Regions from separate parts of the Hordeum vulgare genome. Here region 1 is linked to region 2. Evidence: chromatin contacts called from public Hi-C data. All regions are on one chromosome and are shown on one strand. The core of a region is the stretch at or near the end of the contact, and the rest is flanking DNA. Distances in the headings are between cores, read along the strand shown.

Region 1 (6,216 bases), core at 2,913-5,412, 310 kb before region 2:
TCTTGTACTCGTAAGTTAGCCACCTCATATATTGCTTATTCGCTTGCTGCAGCCTCACCACTTAACCATACCTCACCCATTAAGCTTTGCTAGTCTTGATACCTTTGGAAATGAGATTGCTGAGTCCCCTGTGGCTCACAGATTACTACAACACCAGTTGCAGGTACACGTAAAGGTTACTTGACGCGAGCGCGTTGATTGTTCATTTGGAGTTTCTTCTTCTTCATCATCGATCTAGGACGGGTTCCAGGCCGGCAACCTGGGATAGCAAGGATGGACGTCGTTCTTTTCTCGTTTATTTTCGTCCGTAGTCGGACTCTGCTCTTCTTCGTGATGTTTATGTAAGGTACCGAGGATACTCTGTTGTAGCTTGTGGCGAGTGTAAGTCAATTCCATATATCTCATCTTTTCAGTATATGTACTTGTAACGATATTCATTCTTGCAAAACGACGAGATGCGCTTCTATCCCTGACGAGGCCCTCATGCCAAATTAAGAATAGAATCGCATTTTGGGCGTTACACCAGCCAGATCCGATCCATAACGGAGAGGAGAGCCACCCCGCTGGCTTGCTCCGCCACCAGCCCGTCGCACGGCACACGAGCAGGCCCTGCCGCCGACGAGACCGCGCGGGAGAGTCATCGCGCCGCTGCGCCCAGCGCCAATGCAGCGTCCCGAAGTGGTCGCCTCGTCCCGCGCGAGGGCCACTGCGTGGGGAGCTGAGAGAGCCCCGTCGGCGCCGGCGCCGGCCAGGATTTGCCCAGCCGCGCCCTATGGCGGCGGCGAGGAAGGAGGAGCGGGAGAAGGAGGGTGGAGGTGGCGGCGCAGGCGCCCTCCCCGTCGCACGCGGGGCGACGGAGGAGGGGTCGGGAGCTGGGGGTTCGGTCTGTTCCTCTATTCATATATATAAGTCTTTTAAAAGATACAAGTACGAACTACATACGAACGTATATAGATATATTTTAAAGTGTATATTCATTCATTTTTCCTTGTATATAGTTCGTAGTGCAACCACTATAAAAACTTATAAAAGCTCCCCCGTCCGGAATTTATTGTTGCAAAAATAGATAAAGATCGATGTATCTAAAACTAAAATATAATATTTTTTCGATAAGTATTTTCGAACGAAGGAAGCATTTAGAAACGAAAGAAATAATAATCAAAACAATCAAAGCAGAGCAGACAGCTTAAATTAAACGACGCTGTATCGTACCATGCGATCAGATATCCAATTACTCTGCACAGATCAGGCTATGGCAAACCGGGCAGCAGATTTGTCGTGCCACCAAGATTGCGTTGCGCGCCGTGCTTGTTTGTCAGAGAATGTAGGGGACTGCAAGAACAGGCACACGCCTTAACTTCTTTTTTGTTTTTGCTCCGTTTGCCGCATAGTAGTAGTAGTACCGGGGTGCGTTTTTACTGCGGTTAAAACGCGCCATTCGTGCGGGCGTCCGGGCAGGGCAAAGGTCAATGCGCAATTGGCCGTTCCCAGGGGAATCCTAGGTCGTGATTAATTAGTTTAGGCAGAGTATACGACTTGGCCGCTCTGGCATTCGTCGCATGTCTTAATTTGGGATTAGTGCGCAGCCAAAACAGATGAAGCGGACATGTACTCCTACTATTACATACAGACAGCTGGTGGTTCGTTAAATAGGAGGCCCGGTCAGTATGGTATTAGTACGCACTTTACGGTGGATGACCTGCCGTTTCTAGTCTCTCATTTTCTTGTGGTCTGCTCACCTAATCTAATCCTGGTAGGTTGATCCGTTAGGACCAGTGGGTGCTGGATCAACCCCCGATCGCCGCTCCGACTTCCATGCTGACAAATTCATCCCTAGATCATATCGTTGTGCACTTGTTTCTTGCAGCAAAGAGGAACATGCATCACTAATTGAAGTTTTTAGCATCCATTTATCCAGCATGATTGCGGGCTTGGCAGGTAGGCGGCTCATGATTGCAGCAGGAACCGGGACGGGGTTGAGATTCCCCGGTTGCTTGGCTTCCTTTCTTCGCTTCACCGCGTCCTCCCCACCCGCTTTGACGATCCCCCGGGCGGCACATGCGCCTGTCTCCGCACCGCACGAATCCCTCCACCTCCCTCCCCCCCCTACTTCTCCTTCTCTTCCCCTGGCCATGGCATTGGCAGACACGGTGCCAGCCATGGCCGTGCATTGCCCAACCCAAGTACCAACGTACGGCCACGCATGCTGTACGCCTGCCGGCTCCGCCTCTCCCATACCGTGGAAGATGCCCCTCTCTCTCTCTCTCTCTCTCTCCCTCCCTCTTCACGCGTAGAGTAATAATGCTTTGCTAAAACAAGGGCGAGACCTATTCCTGAGGAGCATGCATGCATTCTGTAACTGCAAAATGTAACAGCCCATGTGATGTGAGTGAAGCCAACCGAACGGAACTTTCAGCCTTCCGCTTCCTTCCCACTTACTCAGGATCCATGCATCCATGGCTTCGTCAAACACGCAACGGACCTCCCCTTCCTTCCGCTTTGGATCTCAACAATCCCAACCGACGCCTGAGTTAACTGAAGAACGCCAGTTAACTCGAGAACACCAAATGTGCAACACTGAAACAGCCAAGTGCAGCTAGGATTTTATTATTATTATTTTTTGCAGAAAAAACTTATGTCATGTTGTTCTCATGAATAGAAGATTCTCTGCTCTGCTGCAAATCTTCTTCTGCACTCGCACCGGTGCTGTGCTGGGACAGAAGAACCAAAAGTACATCCAAGCCCATCCCCCTCCACCTGACCAATTTTCGTCTGCTCAACACTGCACCAATAATTCCAACAAGAAAAAACATTTTTTTCCTCTCCACACAATGTGTTGTGTGGTTCGATCAACAGAACAGCTTAAAGCCATTAACTTGACCGAATTCGGTTAATTTGAGCAAAAATCTTTCTTTCTTCTTCATAATTCAGGCCCACACGAGTTAACTAATTAGCTGCACCGAAAGAGTCTGCCGTTTGTCAGACTGGCAACATGTGTAAAATTGGAGCTGCGGCAGGCACAAGAATCAAGATATTTCAACGGAAAACCGGAAAGAACACCATATGTAGCACTTGAGATACTTTTTCAGAACTGTTAACTGTAATACGAGTAGTCGGTAATTAACAGGGAATTCTCTTACAACTCCTGTTCTTTTTCCCCAATCATCATCATCCCTATATTAATTATATAAATAGCAACCTTTTCGATTCTACAATTTCTCCTTCACACAAACGCGCTAAGAATCAGAATGACAGAGAAAGAAAAAGAACGCAAAACAACAGGTTATTTGCACTGGAGATTATACTATATCGTCATGGCCGTGGAAACCAAGAAGCCGCCGCAAGAAAAGAGAGAGAAAGAAAGAAAGAAAGAAAGAAGAGGAACCCAACGCAAGAACTCCAAGAATTCGCCGGTAAATGAACAATTGCAGCGTGGAGCCCATAAATTACGGCCGGCCGGCCGCGCGAGGCTACAGTGCCGATCCATGGCCCCACACGGCCCCGCACCTGGGGCGGAAGGCGACCAGGCACGGCGGAGCGCGGATCCGCTTCTTGGGCGGCAGGGACATGAACACCGCGGAGAGGTCGCGCGGGGCGTCGAAGTAGCGCAGCGGACGCTTCGGCGATGGCCTCGTACCGGCCAAAGCCACGGGCTTCCTCGGCGCGCCGGGGCAATCGGTGGGCGGCCGGAGCTTGCTCTCCTCCGAGGTCGGCGTCCTGGGCTCCTCCTCCTCCTCGCCCTCGTCCGCCACCGCAGCCGGCGTCCGGGACTCCGCCACCACCATGTCCTCCTCCTCCGCCACCGCGGGCGCCGGCAGGGGCTCGGATTCCGGCACCGTCGTCGTCGAGGCCGATGCGTTGTCAAGCGCAGGATCGGCCGCCGCCGCCCTCGTCCTGATCGGCGGCAGCGCCGGCAGGACGTCGCCCGGGGGTGTAGAGGTCATCTCCGGCGCTGTGAATTGCGGGTGGGGGCCGAGATGGTTGGGTGCGGGAGGGGAGAAGAGGGTTGGGGAGGAGGAGAGATCAAGGAGAGGAGGTCGCGCCAAGGCTGTTAAATACTGTAGTCGCCCGGAGAGAGAAAGAGATAAACGGCTTTAGGGTGGGGTAAGTTGAATTAAATCCTTGGCCTTTTGGGCGCTGGCTTGCCTTTTTCCTACTCTACTCTACCAAAGCTGGAGGAAATATGAGCTAAATCGGTTTTAATTACCCACCGTCCGATCTGACGTTGTCTTTCCGTGTTCCGGATCTCTCACTTGGATATAGGACCCTTTATTTTATTTATTTTTTATCCAAATAAAAGGGGGCATTTGAGTACTTTTGAATTGTTTTTTTACATATGCAACTGATTTTTTTTTTAAATTGTAAAGGCAAAATAGAAAAAAATTAGCATCTCGCTAAAATCGCGATCAAACAAATGTGCTCCGTAACTTATCGTGCAAACACGAGAGTCATTTTTCTCTCTCGGGCTTGAGCGACTAAACGTAGCCATCGCCTTCCTTCGTGCGGCTCCCCTCCCACCAAGGTCATCGGTTATCGGTGTTTGCTCCGCGCCGCCGCGGAGCATGGGAGGTAGTCTAGAAGCCGATGTAGATTATGGTTTGCATCGACGACATCTGAAAGCCGATGAATCGTGTGATGGGTTTATGATTCGCGGATGGCAGGTATGGTTTTCTCCGTCGACGTTTTAGTCGAGTTGCAGTGTCAGATCTAAAATTTAATGGCATGTCAGGAGTGTTGCTCCAACCTGATTCATTCAGTGGTAGTGGCTACACCTTTGATGAGCCATTTGAAGGTTTATGATATACTCCCTTCGTCTTAAAATTTCTAGTCACGTGTTAGTGGTAGATACTTCATATCTAGATAAATCTTAGACAAACATTTTGAAATGAATATAGAATATGTGTATGTGACTTTGTTTATGATATAAATGAGACACATATTACCATGTACATTTATTATTATTATTATTACTACTTCTTGGTGATCGGTGTTTCTTTGTGCAACGTGTTGCTATCTTTTCAGTTTTACCAGGCCGGTGTATACGTGACTTGTTTATGATACAAATGAGACACATATAACCATGTACATTTTCTTTTTTTACATCTCGACTCCTAGGTCAGAAGGGAAACATCCCAACTGCAATCCCTGAGGGCATCTCCAATGATCGTATGATCATCGTTGGTAAAATTAGTACATAAATGATTTTGATGACATGACGCATAATAAAAGAAGAGAGATAATAAAATCGTATGAATTTGAAGCAACGGTTCACGCACAAGCTTCGAGGCAAGCATGATTATTTCTTCAATATTTAGTGGACCCGCTTAGTTATTTTACATACGATTAACATACACTAAATTGAAGAGCTTGTATATTGTGTTGTTGGTTGTTAATGTGAACACTTATACAAACGATTGAACATACGGACTGTTGGAGATGCTCTGATAGGGTTCTACTAGACACAACATAGGGTTCTACTCCACATTTCGTGGCACGAACTACTCGCAGACCCTGGTGCATAGCATTTTTGGCGCGAATGGAACCGTTGCCCTAGAACACAATTGTGGTGAACCCAATGATTTGAAGCTAGAGGAAAAGGTTGGCATGCATACTGGCTGGGGTTGGGACTTGGGAGCAAGCAAGGCTTGGAGTATGTATGTAGGGAAGGCAATGATGGTGTGAGCAAGTGAGAATAAACACTTCGGGGGAGGAGATCCAGACCATGCATTGCATGCATGCATGCGATGCGCAACGCAAGGGCAAAGGTACGACCGATTCCATTACCAACCCTCTCCGGCCTCCGGGAGCAGAGGTGGAAATGAGTGCGGCTAGGACAGGACGCACTTGATCGACCGACAGCTCCGGAGATGACAGCAGTTGGCTGCAGAAAACGGTGCATGGCTTAAACGGGCCATTTATTTTGGAGACGTAATGGCGCCATTTCTTCCTCTTCCTCGGTGAAATTGAAATGACATTGCACCCGTGCAGGCCCCCCTGTCTGTAATACTACTATATTCTTCCCACTTATGCTACTTAAGGTGTAGCTGGACTGGATGGAGTGGTACCTCTCACTCTTTTTTTACTATACGTTTTTGTGCGGGCTACAAACTTAGGTGGGTTGTCGATTCGATTGTGTCGCGGCGGAAATGTGGTAACTATAGATTCGGACTGATTGGGGGCATAGGGTTTGCGTGGACGCAAACGTAGGAATAATGC
Region 2 (6,547 bases), core at 2,447-4,946:
AGATCTCATGTCACTATGTTTCAATGACTTTTTTTGGGTTCAAAGTTGCCACGTCTATTGCACATGAATTGTCATGATGTTTACACAAAAATTGCCATGATATATTCCAGCTATTTTTTATTCTACCTTTAAAAGGAATTTTTGACATATTATAAAATGGAGAATTAAGAAACTAGACTTGCAATGAACCATAAACTAAAATTGCCATGCTGAATTACTTTTTTTAACAGTACACACAAACGCTCATACATACACGCATACACTCACATGATGAATTACTTAAATTTTCCATGATACATGCACTTAAATTTGCCATGGTTCATAAAAATAATAATTTCTATGGTCAAATTAGTGGAATTGTCATGGTCAAAATAGTGCCATGATTTATAAACTAAATTTGACATGATGGATTACTAAAAGTTGCCATGATCCATGCATTAAATTTGTCGTTGTTAATTACTAAAAATTGCCATGGTCAATTAATAATTTTTTGTAAAATATAGTTAAAAATATAACGATATCTTTAAATCTAGAAGAAGAAAATAGATAGAACATGTCATGACAATTTTAGTGTAAATACTATGACAACTACATTGTAAGCATTATGGTAACTTTTGACCAATTGTTTTTCATCGAAACATATCAATATGAGATATAGTTTTGAAGATCTCGTCGAGACGGGTTTAATGATGAAAATGAATTTTTAATTGTATTTTTTAATTAGGAGATAAAACATTTTTAAGCCAAAAATCAAAAAGATTGCAGCTGATGTCATCTGTTTTGACATGGCAAAACGAATGATTATGAAGGTGTTTGAACCATGTTGCTTCGTGCCACACATATGAGCGTTAACATTAACGTAAATTTATTCATTTGCTCTATATGTAATCTAAAAACAAACTATGTATGAAGTAAATGAATGAATAAACTTCATAACTAATCTATAATATAATCTTTAAAAAGTAATTATATTTAAAAACGAAGGACTACATGCATGGCCTACAATCGATTCGGACCAATACGGATGGCAAAAAACAAATGACAAGGCCAAACGCATGGGTCAAGATAAGATACATCGGATGGTGTGCGTGCATGTACAAGCATTAATTGGCGTCTGGTCATTATGTTTATCCATCCCCGTCCATGACGACCCATGCGCATCCTTCTCCGGTCAAGGTAATTTTTGTTAGACTACTTATAATGAAAGTAACATAAAGTAGAGTATTATATAGTAGTATCATGCATATGATACTATTGTATGATACTATCTTCATAATATATAGTATCATAAACTAGTATCATAGATATCCTCATTTATTGACATGCATGACACATAGTAGAATAACATTTAACATGTTACGATATCTACCTATGTTAATCTAACCCTCTTTCTTCTTTAATTATCTACCACATCAGCATGTTTGCTATTCTCAAGTACTCTCTTCGTCCTGAAATTTTTGTCTTAGTTTTATTTAAAAATAGATGTATCTAAATAATAATACATGACTGTATACATTCATATGTAGACAAATTAAAGACAAGAATTTTGGGACAAAGGGAGTACATGATACTACCTTAGTTACTTCTACTATGGCCAGCCTAACATATACTCCCTTCGTTTCTAAATATAGGTCTTTCTAAAGGTTTAACTAATGGACTGCATACACATGTATATAGACATACTTTAGAGTATATATTCATTCATTTTGCTCCGTATGTGGACACCTAGTGAAATATCTTAAAAGACTTATATTTAGGTACGAAGGAAGTATATGTTACTAGTCTAAGTTACTAAGAGCGTGCTGGATACGTTTTAGTCCCATGACTAAAAGTATTGAGACTAAACTTGCTAGCCTCACCCATGCTTGGATCCAAATACTAAAGAGACTAAAATCAAGTTAATGAACATTTATTATCCTCCAAACCCTCCAATCTAGAACTCGTCTGAGGAGTTAAATGAGGAGAGAGATGACTAATTTATATTTTAGTAGGGTACCCCTGACTAAAAGAATTTAGCCTCAAGACTAGTTTTAACCTCTCTTTAGTCAGGGGTGCTTGAAACTTTAGCCTCTTAAAGAGACTAGTTTTAGTCCCTTGGATCCAAACACTCTCTAACTCCATAGTGGATAGTAATATAGGGGTAGTAACATTGATCCTATCATTTATTAGGCTATAGACCCATCTTGCCTTGGTATCCGCTATGTTACTTATAGAGGTAGTAAGGGCATCTCCAATGGTTGTATGATCATCCTTGATAAAATTGTCACATAGATGATTTTGATGGCATGACGCATAATAAAAGAAGAGAGAGAATGAAATCGTATGAACTTGAAACAACGGTTCACGCACAAGCTCCGAGGCAAGCATGTTTATTTCTTCCATGTTTAGTGGACCCGCTTAGTAATTTTACATACGATTAACATACACTTCATTAAATAGCTTGTATGATATGCTATTGGTTGTTGATGTGGACATTTATATCAACGATTGAACATACAGACTGTTGAAGATGCTCTAACATGTTAAATTACTCAATTTCTTTCTCTTCTTATTTATTAATTGTCATATCATACTTTTTTACTTAGGTGACATTTATGTTACTACATATCTTAGGCTGGTCACAATGGAGAGTAACATAAGGTAGGAACCTACCGCTTTTCTAGACTATGTTCCTACCTCCACAATGGGGAGTAACATGTATGTAGTGTCATACAACAATGCATTTATTAGGCTATAGACTCATTGTTTCTTGGAGTGTGTGATGTTCCGGTAACTTAGCTAGTTACCACAAGCACCTCTCTCTTCACTAAATACGTGTCACATAAGCAAAGTTGTATTGGAGTGTGTGATGTTACTGCTAAGTTCCTCTTCATTGTGACCGGCCTTACTCCTATTATGGGTAGTCTTAACCAAATGACCTGAAAAGCAGTCTGCACCGCACACACACGGTGCTGATTTGATCAGCTCAGTAACAGTTCACCTTGAACCAAAATGCTGTCGAACGCCAGACACTACGACCCTTTTGTTGTTTCGACTCCAAGTGGGGTGCTACGTTGCGGCCGTGGATGGAGCATCAGTCATCAAGTATAGCATCAAACCGGACACTTGTGCTTGACTGTGAACCGAACCATTTGTTGGATCGATGCCGGAGCAGCATCGCCGATCGGCAACCAAAAATTGTCGGGCCATCCAGGGACCCTGGCACCCTGCAGCCAGCTGATCGGACCAGGGTGTGGCTGGGTGGACACACTAGTCATGACGGCAGAAAGCGATCCGTCCATCCATCCATCCATCATCCGTCGAACGCGTGTGCGCGCACTGCTCCCCACCTGTCACCTCGCACCGCGGCACACGCTTCCCGGCCGCGGCCCACACGTGCGATGCGATCGGCCCAGGAGACCAAGCCGGATCACACACGTACGCCCACCGTATGTTTTTTCTTTTTGCATCGATACGCCCACCGTATACTCACCGTCCGCATCGTATCACATACTGTTCAAAAAAAAAACTACTACCGGTATGTCTATAGGTCAGTTGTACACCGGATCCAGGTACAGAGACGCCATGGCGGGTGGCCCGCGCGCCAGACGGGCAAAGACCGGCCACCTCCCGCGCCCAGCTAGGATGCCTGGACCCGGCGCATGGACCGCTCCGGCGTCGTCCTGTAACTATAGAAAAACGCCCCCTGCTTTTCCTAGTCCTGGCCTAGCTCAGCATCTCTATCCAATCCTTCCTCCCCTTCTCCTCTCTCCCGAAGATTTCTTGTCCTCGTCTGTGTGCTCCGGCTCGGCTCGGCGCGGCGCGGTCAATCCCTCGGCGGACGCACCCACTCGGCCGCCAGCCGATCCGCGCGTGATCGTCCGTGATCTTCGCCGGATCTTGCTTAGCTAGCTCCGGGCGCGCGCATGTCGACGGCGGTGGCGCCGGGGATGGCGCGGGCGCACGGGTTCCGGGGCGCGGGAAAGGGGAACCAGCGGCCGGATTCGGAGGAGCTGGAGAGGAATCACAACGGGTTCTATGCTGACGAGGAGGAGGTTGGCAGGGAGGAGCTGCGGGAACTGGAGGAGGCGCTGTCGGATGCCTCCTCGATCGGGGCGGCCTCCTCGGATAGCTCGTCCATCGGGGAGGACTCCTCGTCGGAGAAGGAGGAGGAGGAGGACGTGGAGAGCGAGGCCAAGGCGCCGGTGGATGAGGTGCTCGCTATGGGGCTCGGCACCCTCGAATCGCTGGAGGATGCGCTGCCCAGCAAGTAAGCTTTCTTCTTCCCCATCTTCCCGCTCTTTGCTTTATTATTAGTTAAATTGCCGGAGTTTTTTTTCTAAATTTGCATGATCTTGTTGTGATCTCTTCAAGTTTTTCTTGGTCAAATTGGATATTTCTTACTCGAACAGTCTAGGAGAAAAAGATGGATTTGTTTTCCTCTTTGAGAAAAAAATCTGTTCCGATTCCTCGGCCAGTCATGTTCTTCTGGTGTAATCATTGAGCTCTAGTACGTACGGTAGATCACAAAACCGGAGCTAGAAAAACTAGTAGTATGCCCGTTCTGTTGAACTTTGCATTCTAGAGTAGTTAGGACGGATCACGGAGAAAGTTAGCATCTTTGGGCTGGTCAAATCGATAAAGATCACGGATGGATTTAATTTGGTGTGTTTAATCAGCTGAAATCCCGGTCAAGTGAATACCCTAGCGGTGGCCAAATACTCTGCAAATATGCAATTAATACCCATGGAGTGTTTGCCCTGAGCATTAACTGACCCAAGACGAAACTAATCGCAGGAGGGGCCTCTCGAATTTCTACGCCGGCAAGTCCAAATCCTTCACGAGCCTGGCCGAGGCTGCAGCCAAGGCGGCGGCCAAGGAGATCGCCAAGCCGGAGAACCCCTTCAACAAGCGCCGCCGCGTGCTGGCCGCATGGTCGCGGCGGCGGGCCTCCTGCAGCTCGCTGGTCACCACGTACCTGCCGCCACTCCTCTCCCTGGACCACACCGTGGTGGAGGGCGACGAGAATGAGGAAGAAGAGGAGGAGGAAGACCGGTCGGAGGAGGACGACGGCGACGACGAGGGTAATGGCAGCGGCAAGGGCAGGAGGGAGAAGGCGCCGGCGTCGCCGAGGTTCCCTCCGCCCAGGCGCACCCTGCACAGCGCGTCCCAGAAGGCGAGCGTCATGAGTAGGAACATGAATCTTCCGAACACGAGCTCATTCCGATCTCCAAGGTCATTCTCCCTCTCCGATCTGCAAAACGCTGGATACAACTAGCTGAAACGTAGGCCGGATTTAGGTTGGCGAGATGCTGCTGCTACTGTATAATCAAGAGGTCTCTACATATAAGAGAACATTAATTTGTTGTGTTTGTCTGTCTGTCTGTCTGTTGGCCTCTTCTTGAATCACCCGGTACAATAGCATAGCATGGCATGGCAATGGCAACACGAAGTGGCCATTTCTGTCACCGAAACTGCAGGTTGTTGCCCATGTTCTCATCGATTAAAGGATAATGATCTTGAGCTGATGGCGTTGATGACAGGTTAGTGGTTCAGTTGTTATTCTGTTTGCTTGTGCGAGTGGCTTGTGGCAGCAGACAGGCAGAAATGGTGGGTGATGAGTCCCATGTATGCCTCATCCGATAAGCATCATCCATCCAGTTGTTAGCGACTCGCTTTAGCCCTTCTTTAACTGATTGCTACCATTAGCCAGCTAATCCGAAAGTAGCACAAGGAAAGAAAAACATTTTCCTGGCATAACCTTTCCCTCCCAAAAAGTCGAAGATTACGTAAACAGCAAACGCTCTGCGGATCATCTGGCACAAGCAATGGCTTCCAATGGAGGGCAATTAACTTGATCCTCACAAGCAATGGCTTCCAATGGGCTATAGAAAGGATGGAAATCGAGAAGCTTTTGGCCGGTCGCCGCGTACACCGGTTAACGAAGCCGGAGAGAACGGCGATCCGGATTAGTTTACCTGGGGAGGCCAAAATCAAGCAGCTGGCGGATCACAACCTTAATCTCCCGTACGTCTCTGCCGCGGCTGGGCACTCAAATTAAGCGGCGCGATTTCCCATCCGGTAATCTAAGTATGATGATGATGTTGTTTAAGGTTTCGAAGGGGCAGATGGGATGAGCTTTTGCGCCCGATCGGAGGCGGAGGCGTTTAGTGTGTGAACGGGACGGGGCATCCTATGCTAATCCTCCCTTGCTTATCTGCTAAGAGTTGTATTCCACGGGCAAGTGTGATTAGATAAGGGTTTCAGGTACGAGAGGGAAATGGGAATCGTGGGGTGGGCGGCGGTGGGGAGGGGAGGGGATGATAATGTGCGAAAGAAAGGCGTGGGGGAAAGGGGACAACTGGGCCCCGCGGCGCGCAGCGGTGTGCGAGGGAGGGAGGAAAGGTGAGGGGAAGCGGCGTGGACCTCATCTTATCCTGTTTCGCTGGGGAGGGGTGCTGCTAGAAATATTCCGAGCCCGTACGGCGGCCGAGCATCGCTGTGTCTGGTGGGGTATGGGGCTGTTGGGGCCACCTGACCGTCTTTCCATACGAAGGCGTTCTTTCTG

Evidence for each region. Hi-C and Micro-C count contacts between places; a contact is called where the count stands out from the background.
Region 1: a Hi-C map of leaf shows a contact between it and region 2, with 3 times the contacts expected there. The contact joins the promoter of LOC123409162 here to the promoter of LOC123408957 in region 2. A contact is called at or near these places in 2 of 6 Hi-C or Micro-C datasets (leaf and seedling).

The regions. Positions count from the first base shown.
Region 1 is chr7H:191,243,393-191,249,608 of MorexV3_pseudomolecules_assembly, reverse strand. LOC123409162 (proline-rich receptor-like protein kinase PERK9) reads right to left here and starts at 4,162. Exons shown (of 1, transcript XM_045102131.1): 1 at 3,082-4,162. The coding sequence starts at 3,944. The coding sequence ends at 3,471.
Region 2 is chr7H:190,935,879-190,942,425 of MorexV3_pseudomolecules_assembly, reverse strand. LOC123408957 (transcription initiation factor TFIID subunit 7-like) reads left to right here and starts at 3,696. Exons shown (of 2, transcript XM_045101977.1): 1 at 3,696-4,249; 2 at 4,777-5,507. The coding sequence starts at 3,906. The coding sequence ends at 5,257.